Regions from separate parts of the Oryctolagus cuniculus genome. Here region 2 is linked to region 1. Evidence: chromatin contacts called from public Micro-C data. All regions are on one chromosome and are shown on one strand. The core of a region is the stretch at or near the end of the contact, and the rest is flanking DNA. Distances in the headings are between cores, read along the strand shown.

Region 1 (6,529 bases), core at 3,542-6,041:
CCAAGCTCCTCCTACAGACTTTTCGATTGCCTCATTGAGAGTCTTTAAAACCTCGCCGTCACAGAAAGGCGAGCATTTTACCTTTGGCAGTTTCTTGCCTTCTAAAACATGCCATGAGTGACACTCCAGTTTGGAAGCTGTGCCTTCCAGCAGAGAGCTCTGCCCGGGCTGACAGACAGCGTGCTCTTCTGCCCAACCATTGAAGTATCCTTTGGCAACTTTATCTTTCCAAGAAAGGGTTTCCAACATCTTCCTTTCATTGTAAGTTTTAAAATATCTGTTTCTCTGCCCAAACCATTTTGTATTTGTACTACAACCAATGTTAGATTTTTTTACTAACCAATTCTTTTTGGAAAGAGGTTTCAGTTGAAATTTCTGCATGAAATAGTATACAGCACAATCCCTTAAATTATTCAGCTTTGCTTGTTCCTCTTTCTCCATGCACTCAAACAGGCGGATGTTTTCAGAAATAGTCTCTAGCTGATACTTATGGAAGAACGTACAACATTCTTCATGCCTTTTCAGAAAAGATTCCGGAATCACATGATGGGGAAAGAGAGCTTTCCTGGTCATTTCGATCCCAAAATTCAGCATCATTTTAGATAACACAGGATGGATGGCCTCTCTTCCCTTATAGTGGAGACATACCACATAGACCTCTGAGTTTCCTGCCTTGCTAGTAGCAGGTTTGAAAACATGGACTTGGTCAAAAGAACAGTTTAGCAGGTACATCAGGTTTATGGAACAATGTTCAAACAAAGTAAACATCTTCAGAACAAAAGAGCCACCACTTCCAAGCGTGGTAAGGGCAGTGACAACTTCACAGTAATGCAAAGAAGAGACTAAAGCTTCTTGCTCACCCGGGTTTCCTTGGCAATCAAAGCTCCCATCTGCAGTGACCAGGTGTACGGTGTCCATGCTGCTCAGGAAATCCTGAAGTCCAGTCAGATACTTCAGGGTCATGATATCACCAGTGTTGTCGGGACCAAAGTACCACCACTGCAATGTATTTGCAATAAGCCGGTCATCCATAACCATCATAAGATTGTCATTTGCTTCATGGTATGGATTCAGGGTATTAGCTACCCAGCTCCATTCACAAGGGAACCGATGGGATTTCAAGTAGTGGTTGAGACTAGCTATGAAAGCTCCAGGGGCTTCGCAGAGGTGAACAGAATTCAGCCTTCCGTTCTGAAAAGCCTCCTGGGGAAGGAGTGGAAAGCTGCACAAAATCTCATGGAACTTGCACCAGGCCTGAGTACAAAGTTCCGCATTCACAGCTTTTCTCACATGAGAAATGATTTTTCCTGCTCTGTTGGTGAAAGCAGTATGTTCATGCCACTCATCCAGTTTCTTATCACTCAGTAGGTTTTTCACTTCATTTAGGGAGTTCTTCAAATCAAGAAAGGCAGTAAACTCCGTGTGTTCACTGGTGAACATCTCTTGAGGACCTGGTAACTGCCACTCATCATCAAGTGGCTTTCCATAAGTAAAGTTCTTGGTGAAGAGCTCAAAAATGTCAGCAAGCACATCTGGGCTGCAGGTCTCTGGACCTGGTGTCTGCTGCACTGCTGGCTTTCTGCTCTTGCTCTTACTCATTTTCAAGTCCAATTAAAATCTGGGAAGAGAAAGCACATAATTAAATCAATCAAGTTTATTGGTGAGTCACGTCTCAGCGGCAGCAGCAAATCTCACCACACTCATGGCATACCCCATAAAATGGGATGGCTAACGCCAGCACAAACTGTTACATAACTCAACAATCTGTAATTAAAAAAAAGAGTAGTGGTTTTGATACTCAACAGACGTGGGTTCAAATTCCAGCTCTCGGGCAAACTACTTTACACTATGGAATTCAGTTTTTTATTTAAAAGACTGACATTTTCTTAAGAGGATAAAACACAATATAATAACACATAAAAGTATATACCAAAGAATATTCATCAGTGAACAGCAGCTATTACTATCACAGTAACAACCCATCGAGATCCTCCCCCACAGTTCTCTACCCAAGGCTGTGACACCAACCACGTGGTCTCAAACAGAGATTCATCCCCGAACATGACCTTCAGTCAAGCTCTAAAAAGAGGTTTTTAGCGTTTTTCCATTCCTTCCATACCTCATCTCCTTCTAGGAAAAGATCCTGCACATGAATCTGGTACTTGGTCCTGCTATCTTACCAAAAGCCACTTAATTTGCTACTCGGGCTGCTAAAACTGCTGCATAGTTCCTCTATGAAGATTTCACCCTTAAAATCAACATGCAACTTTGGTAGTTCCAATCACCAATACAGGTCCCCAGCTAAACTCACCATTAAACTGCCTGTAAACTCTTGGCACCTGAACTCTAGTCTCTTTCTGCCTGTTGCTGAAACTGACCAACAGTTCACCTTGGCATGTCTCTAAACCAGATTCCTGTCTCTCATATGGCTGGTCAGCTCCACACTCTAAAGTCTCATTATTTCTTCTTGCTCCTAAAACTCCTTACATACTTTGGCAGCATAAGCTTAAAATGAAAAAGTATTTTTATTAAATACACAGTCACTCTACATTCTGTCTAATGCTGCCTAAGAAACCAAGAACACCCATCCCCTAGGGAAAGGAGAATAAGAGAAAGGAGAATGGCTGGATGCTGTAGGCTGGAAAATGTGAGTTCCAGCAGAAAGAGCAGCAAGTCTTACACACCTGTTCATGTGATGGTCACCAATAAGTGACTCAATCATGGATTCTGTCTCACTGAGCATACCCTGTTGAATCGAAATTTGTTCAATGTGGAAAAACTGACAAATGTTTGGGAAACAGAAATGAGCAGCTAGGACAGATAGCCTAGCACTGAAGGTGCCCACGCGTCCAATCCCAGCACCTGGCTCCAAGCCCTGGCTCCACCGCCAGTTCCAGCTTCCTGCTAATGGGGACCCTGGGAGGCAACAGGTGAAAGTTTAAATAATTGAGTCCCTCCCACCCCTGTGGGAAACTGGGACTGAGTTCCTGGCTCTGAGCTTCATCCTGGCCTAGTTCCAGCCTTTGTGGGGATTTGCTGAATCAGCTAGCAGATGGCTGCTCACTCTCTCTGCCTCACAAATAAACTTTTAAAATACTTTTTAAATTGTGCTACTGACATAATAAGTACAACAATATCCAGGTGACTGTATTCTACTAGCATTTACTTTTGTATTGATATTTTAGTGCAGTTTTCACCTTTTCATGTTTCAATTATTTAGAAGCCTGTCCACATTAGCGGTGTGTGTACTCCCTGAACTAACAGGTGTCATTACTGTACCTTAGTAGCAGTTTGTTTGCCACAAGGTGTGTACAAATTACGTGTAAAAAGTTGTTCTCAGTCAAGATTACCCATCAACATCTCTTCTCACTTAGGAGTTTCTGTTTTGATTTGCACCGTTAGTAGCTACGCTCACACCCAGACAATTCTGAAAGCGACAGCGAGGCCTTTCTGCATTCACTGAAATCCTCAACAAGGGCCGGTGAAGTCCATCACAGCCTCTTCTGTCTTAACTACACAGTGCCTACTGGCCACCGCCATCATGCTTGCATCTCAACTAGGTTTTGGAAAAAGCTGGATTTCGGTCACTTATCAATCAGTGGCTAAAGGTGGGCTGTGCAATCTATAGAATTACCTGCGCCGGAGGACAACTACGGTGATCCAACACACCCATGCTTCCTGACTGCACCCCGGCCGCGTGCCACCTGTCATCATCACGCCCCTCACTCACTCTGCTGCAGCCGCCCTGCAAGACCCCAGGCACCTTCCAGGCCCAAGGCCTTGCAGCGGCCGGACCCTCCGCCTAACTCATTCCCTCACCTTCCAGTAAGCGGAGGCTACCCTGCCTTGCTCACTTCCAACTGCCTCTCGCATTCCCTTTCTTGCGGCATGTTTCCTTCTCCCAAGGCAGCCCCTTCCTTCTAACCCACAGTTCATCTCTGCGGCCCGCAGCGTGTGGCTGACAGAATGTCTGGGAATCATGTTCTGTGCACTAGGCACTCCACAGAGCTTTGTGGCATCATAAGTCTGCTGGGTGGGCCAGAAACACTCTGCTTATACTGCGGACTCCCGCAGAAAGTCACGTAGCGCCCCGCCCGAAGCCACAAGGGGAACACCTGTAAAACCCCTGAGCCTAACGTGCAACCCGCACAGCTGTTCCCTCTCCGGTCCACACCCGGAGAGGAGTTATAGAAGTGCTTCGACCAACTTCTTCCAGCGACACAAGCGCGTCTCCCGCGCTCACCATGGCCCCGGGGCGCCCCAAGAGCTCATTTCCAGGGGCGGAAATGAGTGGAGAGCACTCCGTCCCGGCTCCTGTCTCGCACCCCGGAAACTGGGAGGAGGACCCGGGCTCTCGACCCGGCCTGGATTACCTTGGCTCGCGCCCACCAGGGAGCCCACAGTCTGGAGCCGCGGCGCTTCCACTCGCCCGCCTCACGCGAGGGCACCAGTCTCCATTTCCGCCCCCAGGGATGCTTCCCGGGGTGGTCGCTCCTTTGGGTCCTCGGCGAACCCAGCCCCTGGACAGCGGGGTTGCCAGCCAGGAGGCTCGGGGGGCGGGGGGCGCTCCTGGTGGTACCCGGACCCACCTCCAGGTCACGCTGTCACGGAACGCCCGCCGCGGCCGCCCGAGGGCCCTCACGGTCACACTGCGCACGCGCCCTCCAGGCGGGGCTTGCGTCACGGCGTCTACGTTACGCAGCGCCGGGGACTTCTCTCCCTCAGGTTTCGTTTCTCCGCGGGATACCGGAGCTGGGAAGCCCCCGTCTCCCGTCCCGCCCGGCTGCTATGGCAACAGAAGCTGCGCGCGCAGCCGGAGCGCCCTTGGCCCCGCCCCTCGAGGGTGGAGAAGTGGGAGCGGGTTTGGGGCGGGGCTGATCTTTTCCGGACGTGGTGGCCGCAGAATTACAAACTCCCGCAGAAACAGCCCAAAAACAAACGAACAAACAAAAAAGTGAATTAAATAGCTAATAAGGGTGCACAGAGTTGTTTTCCTACTACGAAAAGAGAACTGGAAATGAAAGCGTCTCCTGGCCCAGTTGAGATTTAAAGTGGCCCCTGTAGGGGAGCCCAGGAGTGGTGGGGGCGACGCTCACTGCAGACAGGTGTGCATGAGGGCCCGCAGCCCTCCTCCCGCGACTTATCCTCAGGCAGTCGGGACAAAGCGTTCATTTCAGCACCTCAAAAATAACAGCAACAAAATGGAGACTGCCCAAGTGTAACTTCAAGGACGTCTACGACCGTGTTCATGGTGCCACCATGCAACACAGACACAGCCCATGCGGCGCCAGCAGGCCGTCAACAGTGCTGCGCGCGAACGGGAGAGCGCAGAGCGATGCGAGGCGCTTCCAGTGTTTGTGCAGATAGCTAGGAACAGAAAATACTTCTTTACAAGTCCTTCAGAACATGCACTAGTGGACAAGCGCTTATCCTTTCAAAACAATGGTGCTAGGTCAGTGGGATAGCGACATGGAAAAAACTCGATTTGTTCTCTCCTCCCATCATAAACAAAAAGAAAATTTCAGTTGGACGGCTTATCTGCATTCTAAAAGTCAGTAAGAAAACCTAAGAATGTCCTTGTGACCCTGAAGTGGACACAAAAGACACTAATGATAAAAGAAAAATAATAATTTGAGCATATTAAAATTAAGAATATCTATTCATGAAAAGACACCATTGAGAATGAAATCTATGTGGGAGAAGACATGATATATAATACTTATATATACACACATGTGTTTCAGAACACGTAACTCCTACAAATAGACATTCCAATAGAAGAATGGATGAATATTTCAAAAAGATCAGATCCAAAGCCCCAACAGACATGAAAATGTGCTCAACTTCACTAACTGTTGGGAAAACACAAACTATAACTGCAATAAACTACCACCATATACCAGAAAGATGTCTCAAGTGACAAGGACTGAAAACAAGGGTACTGGAGAGGTTGAGAAGCAGCAACAGGAACTTCTTCCGAAGAAAATTATCTCCCAAATTCAATGTTGGTTGCCTTTTCTTTTTCTCATTTACATGTTTCGAGGTGCTCATACATACAGTGAGGTGCGCAGAATTACAGTGTTCTGCTCACTCACTCTTGTCAAACACCTGTTGATGCCAGAAAGTCTGTGCATGCTCCTTCTCAGTCTCCCATGCTCTAGTAGGAACCACAGATCTGTTTCCGGTCACCACAGTTCTGCCTTCTCTAGAATTTCACATAAATTCAACTGATGCAGTTTACATCATTTTTGTGTCCACGCTCTTTCCATTCAGTGTACTTTTAAAAAATATTCAGCCAGGGGCTGGCGCTGTGGCGTATCAGGTAAAGCTGCCACCTGAAGTGCCAACATCCCATATGCGTGCTAGTTCAAGTCCCAGCTGCTCCACCTCCAATCCAGCTCTCTGCTACGGCCTGGGAAAGCAATAGAAGATGGCCCAAGTGTTTGGGCCCCTGCACCTACAGGGGAGAGCCGAAAGAAGCTCCTGGCTCCTGGCTTTGGATTGCCTCAGCTCCGGCCAGTGCAGCCAT
Region 2 (6,043 bases), core at 2,500-4,999, 500 kb before region 1:
GAGAGACCTGGAAGAAGCCCTTGGCTCTTCTGAAGCCAGGCTTCAGCCTGGCCCAGCCCTGGCTGTTGTGGCCATCTGGGGAGTGAACCACTGGATGGAAAATCTCTGTTTCTCCCTTTCTCTGTAACTCTTCAAAATAAATAAAAATAAATCATAGAAAAAAATCAAACGACCACTGTATGAGTTCTGCTGCTATTCCCATGTTACAGATGCAGAAATGGGAGCACACAGGCTAATGACCTGGCCCAGGGTCCCCCAGCTGGCTGTAAATGAGAGCCTGAAGCGCATGGGTTGTTCCCTAAGTAGCTCCACCGCCTGCTTTGAACCATTACGCCACCTAGCCTCTCAACAAACCCGGCGTCTCGGCAGAGCGACTTTCCTAAGAACAGCACTAGCACGTCACTTCCAGAGCGCGCGGGCTGACTCCCTTTCACCACCCAGCCGGTTGCCAAGGTTCCAACTCTTCCTTGATGGGGTGTCTACAGCCTATAGGAAACAATAATCAACAGTCTGTGTCTGGCTGTCACTCTGACCAGGCCAAATGAAGACGCTCTTCGAGTAATCCACACATATGTGACATACAGGAAGCACTCAGGCACGCGCAACCCTGGCGCCGCTCAGATAAGTGAATCGGAGCTGGCCCAGAGCTGTTCTGAAACTTCCGTTCTGAGGAAGTACCGATCTGGGCACTCCTCACCCCCGAGCTGACTACGCCTCGCCGGTGGTCTTTGAGGCCAGTGCTTTTCAAATGTTAAGGTACACACAAGTCACCCCAAATTGCTAAGGTGCAGATTCTGATTCCCAGGCTCTGGGGTGGAGCTGGAGAGCCTCTCTGCAACAAACTCGCAGGCCATCCCCAGGCCACACTGGTCCCCAGACTGCAATGCGCTTCCCTACTGAAAACCTATGGTGCTCATTCAGGTGGATACCAGCTGTCGGAGGTCACCAGCACTGTGCTAAGTGCCGAGCACAAATAAGACAAGGTCCTTGCCCCTGGGCTTTTCTCTGAATCCCACAAATCAAGGGCAATGTCCAATGAAGTGAACCCCCACCCCGGAAGACAAGACCCTGGCAGAAGTATCTGCAGAGCAGAGCCTGTGCACAGCGTGCGGGAGGGGCACGGATGCTGCGGTGCAGACTCTCATTTAAGGACTCGGCGGTGACTCCAGCCTTGCTCAAGCAGATGTTCCTGAGACGCAGAGCACGTGATGCACGAAGCCAGGCATCCCCGCGGCTCCAATGGCAGCAAAACCCGTGCACAGGGAACCACGTTCACACGCCATCTCTGGTCACCTGTTCATTCCCATTAAGACCGGCCAGCGTTAGAGAGTCAGGGTGCAAACAAAACACTCTATAAAAAGAGAGGTCAGCACAGTGGTACCCAGGGTAGGAGCTTGGTGCCAATGGCTGAGATGCTGCGTGGGTGCCCGCATCTCCTATCGGAGTGCTGGGGTGTGAGCCCTGGCTCTGCTCTCAACTCCAACTTCCTATCAGTGCACACGCTGGGAGGCAGCAGGTGCTGGCTCAGGGTCCTGCATCCCTGTCACCCACATGGTAGACCCAGAGGGGATCCCCAGCTCCTTGGTTTGTCCTGGCCTAGCCCAGGCTCTTGTGGGAATGATAAGAAAATGAGAGATCTCTCTCTCTCTCTCTGCCTTTCAAATAATTAAAAATAAATAAAAAAAATTTTTTGAAGTGGTTCCTGATGAGAGAAGCAGCTTGATGGTCGTGGACATACTAAATATTAGAGCTGAATGGAGAGTTTTATCAACAACCAAACCCCTTAGTTTAGAAGGAAACTAAAATCCAAAGCAGTTAAGGCAGTGGCTCACAAGTGGGGCAATTTTCTACCTTCAGGGAGATCTGACAATGTCTGGAGACATCTCCAGTTGTTACAACTGATGGTGTGCGACTGGCATCTAGTGGGTAGATGTCAGAGATGCTGCTAAAAACCCTATGAGGCACACTGCAGTCAAGAATTATTTGTCCCAAAATTTCAATAGTCCTGAGGCTGAGGCTGGTGCTGTGGCGCAGTAGTTAAGCCACCACCTACAATGCCCATATCCTATATGAGTGCTGGTTCAAGTCCCAGCTGCTCCGTTTCTGATCCAGCTCCCTGATAATGTACCTGGGAAAGCAGTGGAAGATGCCTGGGCCCCTGCCACCCTGTAGGACACCCCATGGAGTTCCTGGTTCCTTGCTCAGGCCTGGCCCAGGGCCAGCCCCAGCCCTTGTGGCTCTGTGTGTGTGTGGGGGGGGGGGCGTAAATCAGCAGATAGAAGACCGCTGTCTCTTCCTCTTTCCCTGTCGCTCTGCCTTTCAAAGAAATAAAATCAGTCTTAAAAAAAAAGTGGTGCTGTGGCTAAGAAAGCTTGAGTTAAGGAATCTTTTGGAGGCCCGAAGGTGAGCATCACAACCTGGCACAGAGTACAGCACGCTGGGGCGATGGAGCTGTCACACAGGTGCAGGCCCCACAAGGCAGCCGACAGTGACCAGTGGCTGCTACAGAAAGTGATACTGACGAACTACATTTTAAACCCTATTTGTCTTTAAGCATCTAAACGACATCCGCAGTCACTGGCTGCCCCACTGGACAGGGCAGACTTCTGCTGCCAGTCTCCTAACTCCCAGTCCGGCTTCGTCCAGTTTCACTGCCTGCTTCTTCTTGCTCTTCTGAAGTCACAGCCCCACTTGCCTTTGTAACTAAGACTTGGCTGGGGAAATAGACAAAGGTCAAATACCAGCTACAAACACCTCAATAAAACATACCCAGTTAAACATCCCCTTTTGTACACTGGGGAATACGACAAAGGTATCAGATCCTGGTTACACACACGCACAGTAAGGCTTCGGATTACTCTAGCCCCACTTGCTGGGAAGGGTCGTTTGACAGACATAATACAATCGCGAGGCTTCCGATCTGATTCTCCTCTTGGTCACTTCACAGTCCCTCTCACTTCTCAGAGGCTGGCTAAGCAAGCAGGCGGGGCTACATCACTAGCAAAAATCTCCCGCTGCTGACATCTGTGCCTTCGCCGGCCACTCTCTGATCTGCTGGGACCACACGAGCGAGGCATTGGGCTAAGCGCTACACATACACGGTGTCATTTCATTCTCACTGCAGCCCTTTGGGGCTGAAGAACTTGGCTCACATCACACAACAGGTCGGGGACAAAGCCGGGACTCCCCGATAGGACTCCATACCGCCTGCTCTTAAGCACTGCGCTAAGGGCCTGCACCCTGGGGAAGCAACACCGCCCAGGAAGGCTCGAGGGCTCCCAGCAGGGAAGAGGGCGGGCGGGGGATGCACGGCCAGGGCGGGGTCCCAGCAGTTCTTACTTCTCGATCTCCAGCGCTGCCACTTTCCGCTTTTCGTACAGCTTGTCATTGAGGGCCCGCACGATGTTGGGCGTCAGCGGCGCGAAATCCTTCTCCGGGTTCATGCTGGCAGCTCCGAGGGAGTCCTGCAGCCTCCGACTCTTCAGCCCGCGGCGGCCGGGACAGCGCCGGGGCCACGGGAGTCTGCGGCTCCAAGCTGCCGCCGGCGCCGGCTCATGTACCACGCCGCCCCGGGCCGTCTGTCTCGCTCCGCCTTCGCGCGCCGCCTCGGAACCCCGGCCCAGGTCCCGCTCCCTCACGCCTTACCCTTGCCGCCTAAAAGGCTCGCGCAACTCAATCCCGCCCGGCTCAGGCGGCTCTCACGGGGTAGCGGCCATGTTGCTCGAGTCACATGACTCCGTCCCAGCTTCCGCCTTCCGCCGCGAGGACCCTCCCCTAGCCGGCCACGCCCCCGCACGCCGGCCGCAGGTGGATTTGCCACGCCCCCGGAGTCCCCGCCCCTCGGTTTAGGGTCCAGCTCTGAGCGCCCCGCCGCCGCCTAAGTGTGTGGTTTGCGACGTCCCCCGCGGGTTGGGTCCCGCCCATTCAGCTGCCGGCTTGGCACGTGGTGTAGACGTTCTCGGGAACGCGGGGCTTCTAGGAGCCTGATTCATAATTGGCATAATTTATTCCAAACTTAGCGAATTCAAAAGTTCAGTCCTTTGCCGCTTACCAGTTAATTTCACATTAGCCACCCGTAATACTCTTTATCTGATATTTTCCTTTAATCAACTCACTTAAAAAAATCTAAATTTCTTTCCTTAGGCTTGCTTATACCGTGAAATTATGGGTTTAACTGGATGGCTATATATATATATATATATATTTTTTTTTTCCTGACTCTTTAAAATAAACTCAATTAAGGCCGGTGTTACTTGTCTACTACCATTTCAGGGACCAGTAGCAGCCGGTGGCAACAGGCTCTGATCCTGAAGAGACGCCGGGCCCCGGAGGGCAGAAGCCCCAGATGCGGATGGAGCTGCTGGAAGCAGCCCCTTCAGGTGCTTTGAAAGTTAACTGAAAGGTGGGACAGAAATGGCTGCCAGGTGGTGAAACTTTAAATACCAGTCTGTGGCTGGGTTGCAGTTAAAGTGCAGCACCAGGGAGCTGTGAGTCATAGGCGCCCCCAAAGGCGCTGTGTGTGTTGGGGGGGAGGCCCAGAGGATGGATGGCATCGCAGGAGAGGGTTAGCTGCTGTCACAGGGGGTGTGTTAGGAAAGGAGTCAGCCCCTCCTTGCCTTCTGCCTTCCACCATGGGATGGTCTGGTACCCGGGTCCTTGCTAGATGCTGACGCCAGGCCCCTGGAACTTCTCGGCCTCCGGAATCATGAGCCAAATAAGCCTCTGTTCCTTCCAACATACCCCGTCAGTGGTATTAAGTTATAGCAGCAGGGATCAGGCTAAGACACTGGGAGATGCACAGTTCCTCCCTTATGCTTCCAGCGTGGACGGGGACTTAGGATAAAGGCTAGACCAGTAAATCTTAAATAGGAGCAGTTTGAGAGTACACGAGAGGAGCTTTTCTCTAATGAGTGAAAAGCACATACCTAAAGCTTATAACGCTCTTGAAAATCAAATATTATTCTCACAACAAAGATCAGAAACACAATAAATGACAGTATACACACACACACACACACACACACATATATATAGTTAGTGAGTAGTCATATTATATGGTAGGCAGAATTCTAGAATAGCTCCCAGGGTTCTCCCCTTTGGCTACATGCCGTGTACAGTCCTCTCGAGTGTGAACAAGACTTGCAAACATCATAGGCTATCACTCACATGATTCCACTACATTATATGGCAGAAGAGAGTCTGCAGATGTAGTTAAGGTCCCTAATCGGTTGACCCTGAGTTAATAAAAGGGGGAGACTATCTTGGGTGGGCCTGATCTAATCAGGCAAGTCCTTACAATGGTTAGAAGAGATCTGAAATGGGGGAAGGAAGCTCCTGCTGGCCTTGAGGAGTGAACCATCATGTCATCACTGCTCGTGGTCAGCCGCATGGTAAGGACCCGACCTCAGAGGGATCTCCAGTGGCTGAGAGCAGTTCGCTGACATCAGGTCCTAAGAAAATGGAGATGTCAGTCATGTGGATGCAAGGGTGAATTTCCCCAACACCGCGTGGGGGCAGGGAGACAGATCTTTGCCAGCTTGAGCCTCATGATGAGGACACAGCTGGCTGGCACCTTGAAGTCACCCTTGTGGGACTCTGAGCTAAGAACCCTAGACAGTCCATTCCTCCCATGAAAACTGTGAGATGATAAATCGTGTTGTTTTACGAAGCTAGGGTTGCGGTAATTTATGTTGCCACAGGAAACAAATACAGGGGCTAATCCAAAGCCCAGAAAGTCCTGGAGAAACCATGCTTGGACAAACCTATGAAAAGCAGCCTTTTCCATACCGGTGGAGTTTCAGTTGTTAAAATCTTTCCAGCACAATCTGATGAATGAAGTTAGGTGAGCCAACAATGTGAAAGCTTCCAAAAATACAGACTCAGCTGCAGGATGTACTACAGAATGGTTTCCTCCTCTCTCTTCTGTATAAAGTGTTGCTACCAAAAGCCTTTTCCGAATGTTTGGCAAAGTTTGTGCTGTTAGGATTTTGATGATGGCTTATGCAAAATAATGAAAAGTTAAATTCATGGGAGTGATTTGGGT

What was found. Hi-C and Micro-C count contacts between places; a contact is called where the count stands out from the background.
Region 2: a contact with region 1 is called in a Micro-C map of ear pinna, with 2.7 times the contacts expected there. The contact joins the promoter of VAC14 here to the promoter of CMTR2 in region 1. A contact is called at or near these places in 2 of 6 Hi-C or Micro-C datasets (ear pinna and an unstated tissue).

The regions. Positions count from the first base shown.
Region 1 is chr18:55,958,184-55,964,712 of mOryCun1.1, reverse strand. It overlaps CMTR2 (cap methyltransferase 2), which reads right to left and starts at 4,791. Exons shown (of 2, transcript XM_051847018.2): 1 at 4,590-4,791; 2 at 1-1,618. The coding sequence starts at 1,599.
Region 2 is chr18:56,452,748-56,458,790 of mOryCun1.1, reverse strand. VAC14 (VAC14 component of PIKFYVE complex) reads right to left here and starts at 3,749. Exons shown (of 20, transcript XM_017342353.3): 1 at 3,340-3,749.